2 separate regions of the Mus musculus genome follow, and region 1 is linked to region 2. A link is a contact called in public Hi-C data. All regions are on one chromosome and are shown on one strand. Each heading gives the region's core, a stretch centred on a gene start, on an enhancer-like site or on the middle of the called end of the contact. The rest is flanking DNA. Distances are from core to core; before and after follow the strand shown.

Region 1 (3,812 bases), core at 172-2,671, 540 kb after region 2:
GGGAACATCTTCATCGTATTGTCCTTGAAACCCACGTGTGGATTAGAATCTATACCCAGAGGAGTTGGTAGGATTTCAGAATCTAAGCTGCTGGTGCTTCCAGCGTTGTTCCCTAAACACTACTAGTCAACCAGAGATCATACTTACTGTGCATCTACAGGAAGTACGCAGAACCATCTGTGGATTGGTCATCCAAGAAGCAAATGCAGGGATGTTGGGAGCATGAAGGTTTTGTGCCCACAAATTACCAAGGAAACCAGAAATATTAAGCATGCAGGATTCTCTTTCCAAAGGAAAGGAAGCACGACCTATTTTTCCATGTAGAGGGCTAGGAATTAAAGGTGATTAACAGCTTGGTGGTCTGTCGGGTCAGGCCATATCAAGCCTCCACAACCAAGGCTGGAGATAGTTAATAGTCTAAATGATTCTTACATTATCTATATAACCAGGAGCTCAACCAGGATTGAGGTGGCTAATAGCCCAAATGATATCTGTATGACCGAGACCATGCCAGATCCTTCCCTAGGCCCTTAAGCTAAATACATATCTCTAGGACGCATCTTCTTGGAAGAAATGACATGTACTTTGAGTTGGGTTTTGAAGTAATTATGCCTCCTTGTGCACCCGGGGGCTGCATTATACCAGGGAACTTTTTTTCCAAATCATACCGTGTTCAAATATGCTGACAGGGGCATCAGACTCCTGGAATCTGATCCAACTCAGCTAAGTTGGGCTGAACTGAGTTTTCATTCTCATCCTTTGATGGGTCATTTTGCCACCAGCCATGACACCAGTAGGGATTCCTACGGTGGGAAGAACCCATTGGTGTTGCTCTGCTACCTGGTCATGTTGTCAAAGCTGCCTTCATAAGAACGACACGACACAGTCGGATTCTTCTCAATAGCCTTTATTGCAGGAACGCCTCGAAGGTGCCCGGGTGCCCAGGGAGCCCTGCTTAAATGCACTCAGCCCCCATCTACTCACGGCAGGCCACATCACCTCACCAGGCATGCAGCTTCAGCCAATCAGGGCGGCAGGGGCACGTCTCCACCAAATATGGACTTGTTTACACCGCCAGCATCATGGTGCACCTGCGCAGCTCTCACGATGGTCGTGGCTTATTTTCAGGTGTATGAGGAAGTCAGGTGCAAGTCATAAGACTTAGCTGCAGTCCCAGGCGCCATCTTGGGACTGCTGCCACACCCACTCCTCACACTGAGCCCTGGATGGGACATCTATATGAATCCCTTGCCCCAAGGCTCAGAGGACATTTGTAAAAATAACTATGATTCTTCTGCTGTAGCTGTCATCTTGGAGGCTCCCTCCCTCCATCTGCTAACCTAGGCCTAGTCCTGGAAGCTTCCAGCCTCTGTGAAATCTATTCTAAGCTGAGAATGTTTTCTGTCTCTGTGACTTACTGCTGAGTAAGTTCCTCCTTTCTACTTCTTTCTGAGTTCCAGCTGGATGGCTCAACTCAGCTGTGCTAGCTCAGACCTCTTCTCTAAGATGACTGATTCAACCTGTTGTCTGTCTCTCCTGAATTGTTCTGCTTGGCCACAAACTAACACTAGCAATCTCTTCCAATCTCCTGGCTCCTTCCTTGTAGTGCCAAGGAAGTGTTAGTGAAGCCAAAAACAAAACAAAACAAAACAACAACAACAACAAAAAAAACCAACCCATGGCCTTTAGCATAATTGGTTCGTGCTGGGAATCAAACCATAAACTTAATTTCTGTTTCTGCACTGGTGAGTGTTAGGAAGAGAGCAGGGCTTGCTGGTGATTACTGTGAAAATGCTGGATTTGTTGAGGGAAATTAACCTGGAGACACAGGTCTTGTTGGGGTTAGCCTAGAAACTGGCGCTAGGCTCGGATTTTGTTGGGGAGGGGTGGGTAAGTTGGAAACTAATGCTAGGTACCAGCCTGTTAGTTTACCCAAGTTCAAGTTCTCTAAAATGGAGTCTGAACTTAAAGAATTTGGTCTCTCACTGGTTTGTTGAGTCTTCATATATCTAACTTGTTATCTCTTCAACCTGTATAACTCTGATAAAGCTGCCTCTTACAGGAAAGAGCCTCCCCCATCTACATCCAGCATGTCAGATCTCACAGCCCCCTGCCAGGCCTGCTATCCGAGGGAAATGCTCTTGCTGATCAAACCACTTCAACAGGAACATTCGTAGCCTCCACTGAGCAAGCAGACCAATTCCATTCACTCACATACACACAAATGTAAAGGAACTTCATGCCTGCATCCCCCATACCCCCTCGCTCAGCTCCAGAGGACAATAAAGACATGCTCCTCTTGTGCATCCCTCATCACCACCCCAGCTTTACAGGTGATGGGCGCCAATCTCCGAAGCCTCAAATCCAATGTCTTATGGCAAATTGATGTCATCCATATTTCCCAATTCAGTAGACCAAAACATGTTTTTGTTACTATAGCTACATACTCACATCTTATATGGGCTACAGTGGAACACTCAAAAAGTATTGTGCTCTCCACCTTTGCCATCATAGGCATTCCTCAGCACATGAAAACTGATAACAGCCCTGCCTTCACTAGCTCTCAATTCAAAACCTTCTGGACACATTGGGAAATTGCCCATCATACGGGAATTCCCCACAACTCTCAGGGTAAAGGAATAGTAGAAAGAACACATCAAACCCTAAAAGCTCAACTTCTAAAACAAAAGACAACCACCTATCTCCCTAATACAACTAATGATGGCTCTGACTACTCTAAACATATTTAACATCTACAAAAACTCCAAACATCCTCCTGTCTCCCTCCATTGACACGGACCAAAATTAACTCCCCCATACTAGTACGATGATCTTTTTGGATGGAATTTGGAAAGGACAAGACCCTCTCCTTACATCTGGGAGGGGTTTCATTTGTGTTTTCTCACAGGACCAGCCTAAGCCTATCTGAGTTCCTACCAGAAATGATACCACCTCACCAACCTGGCCTGCCTTTCACTGGCAGGTCAAGGACAGAGAAGGAGGAGGCAGAGGAAACACCACATCCTGAGGGACAGCAAGATCTCCTGGAAGGACATCCATGACCTGATGACTGCTGCGCAGGCTGTGTGTCCTCCACAGGCTCCCTCTCCTCCATTCTCTTGGCTGTTTTTGTCCTTTCTCATACTAACTCTGCTACTGCCCAGCCTCTGTCTAGCCTTCCCAATACCCACCACTGGAGATCCTTTGCTAGGAAAACCTACAACGGACACAACAAAATTATAGGAACCCAGGACTAGCAGCTTGAAGGATGTCAGACTAGGACTGAGATCCCCCTACACCCAGATTCCATTTCCACTATCCCCAGCCCTTTCCTCTGCTTTCCTTATTGAAACACAGGTGAATGTCTCCAGGACGTCTCCCCATTTGGAGGAGGTCGCAGATACTGGAGCTGCACAATGGAATCCACCAGCTGTGGTGGCACCATGCTCACCAACCTTAACACTCGTTTCCAGCTTTCCATCAGCGATCCATCAGATGATTGGCGAACAGGAGTCCTGGGGAAACTCTACCCTAATAGCTATGCCAAATACCCCCATAGCTCACTTACATGTCTCCTGTGAGCTTGTCCCCAACTCCAAGTCAGTCTTTACCCATGTTAATTAATATTCTTCAAGAGGAAAATCAATCTCAGAAGGAACTCCAAGCTACCCTCTCCTGGCTACAGTACATCCAATACATAGCTGACCTCTGTCCCTTATCCACTCACCCCAACTCCTCCCAATGCTTTTTCTGTGCTTCTCTCTCGACCATTGTTTAGCAGCTGTTCCCACTCACATTTCCCTTCATGAACC
Region 2 (3,826 bases), core at 236-2,735:
AGAGAGCTGTGGAAGGCCGGGATACAATAGAGTACTTACCTGGCATGTGGGAGGCCGTGGGTTTAATCCCCAGTTCCAAATATGCTGGGCATGGTGGCACACACCTGTAATCTCAGCCCTGGAGAAGTAGAGGCAGGAGGATCCGAAGTTCAAGGTCATTCTCTGCTATGAGAGTGAGTTTGAGGTCCGTGTGAGAAGCATGGGACCCTGTCTTTAAAAAGGAAATCAGTGAGTGGGTTGGGAGAGAGTGTTCAGTGGTTAGAGCACTTGCTACTTTTCCAGAGGTCTGGACTCTGGCACCCATGTTGAGCAGCTCACAAGCACCTGTATTTCCAGCTCCAGGGGCCCGACACCCTCCTTCAGCTTCCACGGGTATGCGTACTCTGCCCTACCTCCTGCCAAAGTTACACACACATGTACATACAGTTTTTTAAAAAGCTGAGGGTGGGTTGGAGAGATGGCTCAGTGGTTAAAAGCACTGACTGCTCTTCCAGAGGTCCTGAGTTCAATTCCCAGAAACCACATGGTGGCTCACAACCATCTGTAATGGGATCTGGTGTTCTCTTCTGGTGTGTCTGAAGACAGCTACAGCGTGTACTCATATGCATAAAATAAATATATCTTTAAATAGCACTAAGGGTTCCAACAGGCCACCCTATGTATCTAACACCCTAAAATATAACATCTTCTAGGTGAGGAAGGCTTGTAGGTTCCAGAAGGCTCAAGGAGATGAGTCAGGAGAACATGGCTCACAGGATGGAAGCTCCTAGAGCCTGACTGACAACACAGAGCCTGACTGGGGCTGAGCCACAGCCTCTGCATTGGGTAGCTTGGTGTTCTTGTAGGACCCCTAACAGTGGGGTGGGGGTGGGAGTGTCTCTGGCTCTTTTGCCTTCTTTGGGACTTTTTTTCCCCTACTGGGTTGCTTTGTCCAGCCTTGATATGAGGGTTTGTGCCGTGTCTTTTTTTATAACTTGTTATGCTGTGTTGGGTTGATACCCCTGGGAGGTCTGTTTTTTTTTTTTAATTTTTAAAAAAAGTATTTTTATTGTATGTGCATTTGTTTTGTCTGCATGTATGGCATGTGTGTCTGTGTGAGGGTGTTGGAGCCTGTGGAAGTGTAGTTACAGACAGTTGTGAGCTGCTGTGTGGGTGTGGAAGAGCAACCAGTGCTGGTAACCACTGAGCCATCTCTCCCACCCTGGGACGTCTATTTTTTTCTGACGGGAAATGGGGGAGGGGGAAATGTACAGGGGAGAGGAGGTGGGTAGGGGTGAGGGTGGGGGTGGAGAGGGTCTGGCATGAGGGCAAACTGCAGTTGGGATGTATTGTATGACAGAAAAAAATAATTAAAACTACAAAACCAACAACTCCCCCCCCCAAAAAAAAAACCCCACCTTCCAGGACGTCTTGCGAGCACCCTGCTCTCCAGCACACCCAATTCCCAGCGCACATACAGTGACTCACAACCATCTCTAACTCTGGGTCTAGGGAATTGAGCGCCCTCTCCTGGCCTCTGCATGCATGTGGTGCACAGACACACGCAGGCAAAACACTCACCCATGCTTATAAAATAAATACCTGTATGTCTAAGGTTTTTTGCAGACTCTGGCCACAGTCCCTGCTACACTCTACAACCCCATCTCCCATTCCGGGCTTGTTCTCCTCAGTTGACTAGGTACTGCATGGGATTTGGCAGGCAGGGAGTGTCTCTACCCCTTGAATTTCCCCGTGGGACATTGGTCTGCATCCCCTGTCCTAGGCACGGCTCTTCCCTCCCCTCTCTGCCCGCCCTCCTCTTCCACTCTGCACCAGAGACGCCGATCCTCTTGCTGAGGGCAGAGATAACGTCCCAGCGATAGGGAAGGACCGAGACTTATCTCACCCACAGGAAGTGCTTTGCTGTAGAGTGGGTTGGCAGCGGGGGAGATGGGAGGACAGCCCAGAGAGGCAGAAGATCAGGCAGGATCATTGTTTCATCACACACACACACACACACACACACACACGTATTGTTAACATATATTACAGATACACATATTTTCTCCCTTCTGATGCTGGGGTATCAAACCTAGAGCCTCACACAGTTCCCAGAGCTTGACCCTCACCGTGGTCCTGGTCTTAACTGGGAGAATAAGGAAGAGGAGAACGGAGTCTGGCCAGTGCCGTGCCAGTTTTGCTGGGGGTGGGGTGGGGGCATTCCACCTTGTTGAGAGTTACAATACAGTGGGAGTCCCAGAGAAGGATGTGTGTAGAAAGCAGTGATCCCGACGCTCTTGTTTCAGCTATCCTTCCTTCAAGTGCTTTCTGCCTTCCCGGCTTCCTTGCTTTCACCAAAAAGAAATTTTTTTTGGTTTGTTTTTTTGTTTTGGTTTTTCGAGACAGAGTTTCTCTGTAGCCCTGGAACTCACTCTGTAGACCAGGCTGGCCTCGAACTCAGAAATCTGCCTGCCTCTGCCTCCCAAATTAAAGGCGTGCGCCACCACTGCCCGGCCATGACCTTCAATGAAGACATAGCTTTCTAGGAGGCCATTGGACCCTTCCCTCTCATGACAGGCCTGGCTGGCGGTTCGAATCACCTGGGAGCTCTTACAGAGTAGCCCCGCCTCCCGGTCTCTGGGGTGGGGCTTGGGCCCCAGGATGAAAGCAAAGCCCTACTGGTTCCCACGCCCTTTCTCTAGGCCCTGGAGTCTAGGGCAACAGCTCCGACACCAAGCCTGCCTGCAAAGTCCCCAGTGGGACTACACCATATCAGCTGTCGCCACGCTGCTTCACATCTCATGTTTAAGTAGTTTCACAGGTTTTATGTTTGTGTCCGTGTCCGTGTCCGTGTCCGTGTCCGTGTCCGTGTGTGTGTCCGTGTGTGTGTGTGTGTGTGTGTGTGTGTGTGTGTATGTATGTGTGTCCCCGTAGGTGTGTTTATGTGTGCAGAGACCAGAGAACAACCTTGGGTGTCACACTCAGCAACACTGTCCACCTTCTTTCAGACAGGACCTTTCTTTTGTCTGGAGCTCACCTCTTAGGGAGACTGGCTGGCCAGTGAACCTCTGTGTCTCTCTAGCCCTAGGATTATAAACTTGGACCATCACATCCCACAGTTTTACACGGGCCGTAGGATTGAACATAGGTCCGCCCTTGTGATTGAGTATTCATTGAACCAACCTCACGGCCAGTATTTTATTATTTTTTTTAAGTAATGTGTGTTTATATATATGGGTATGTGTGCTTATGAGTGCAGTTACCCAATTCGGCCAGGAGAGGGCATCAGAGACCCTGGAGTTGGAATTACAGGCAGTTGTGTCCTATCTGCGCTGAGTGCTGGAAACCAAACTCAGGTTTTCTCTGAAAAAGCAACAGGCACCCTTAATGACATTAACGAGTCATTTCTCCAGCCCTATTTTATTTGCTTTTTTATTTTTCTTTTAAAATCGTTTTTTCCCCATTTTTATGTGTATAGGTGTTTAGCCTGACTTGCTCACATCACATGCATGCAATACCTGTGGAGGCCAGCAGAGGGTGTTGGATACCCTGGAACTGGAGTTACAGGCAGCTGTGAGCCACCATTGTGGTTGCTGGCAATTGAACCCAGGTCCTCTGCCAGTGCAGCCAGTGCTCTTAGCCGCTGAGCCATCTCTCCAGCCCCGCTTTACTTACATTTTAAAAATAATTATTTTGTAAAAGATTTATTTATTTTTCTTTTTTTAAAGATTTATTTATTTATTATATATATATGAGTACACTGTCATTCTCTTCAGACCAGAAGAGAGCATCAGATCCCATCACAGATGGTTGTGAGCCACTATGTAGTTGCTGAGATTTGAACTCA

What was found. Hi-C and Micro-C count contacts between places; a contact is called where the count stands out from the background.
Region 1: a contact with region 2 is called in a Hi-C map of the G1E-ER4 cell line, with 4 times the contacts expected there. The contact joins two enhancer-like sites. A contact is called at or near these places in 1 of 39 promoter capture datasets (hippocampal neurons), 3 of 484 Hi-C or Micro-C datasets (all in the G1E-ER4 cell line) and 1 of 115 datasets of contacts at active chromatin or transcription factors (pancreatic cancer cells).

The regions. Positions count from the first base shown.
Region 1 is chr17:48,277,155-48,280,966 of GRCm38.p6, forward strand. No RefSeq gene overlaps it. Among named protein-coding and RNA genes, the nearest start is that of Gm52308, 6.7 kb to the left of the region's middle. Within about 2 kb of position 1,422, at least 11 of the 459 cell types and tissues checked have an H3K27ac peak or open chromatin away from gene starts, as enhancers often do. A contact at or near this core is called in the G1E-ER4 cell line, where this site is marked.
Region 2 is chr17:47,741,661-47,745,486 of GRCm38.p6, forward strand. It overlaps a transcript of Tfeb not described here. Among named protein-coding and RNA genes, the nearest start is that of Pgc, 17 kb to the left of the region's middle. Within about 2 kb of position 1,486, at least 15 of the 459 cell types and tissues checked have an H3K27ac peak or open chromatin away from gene starts, as enhancers often do. A contact at or near this core is called in the G1E-ER4 cell line, where this site is marked.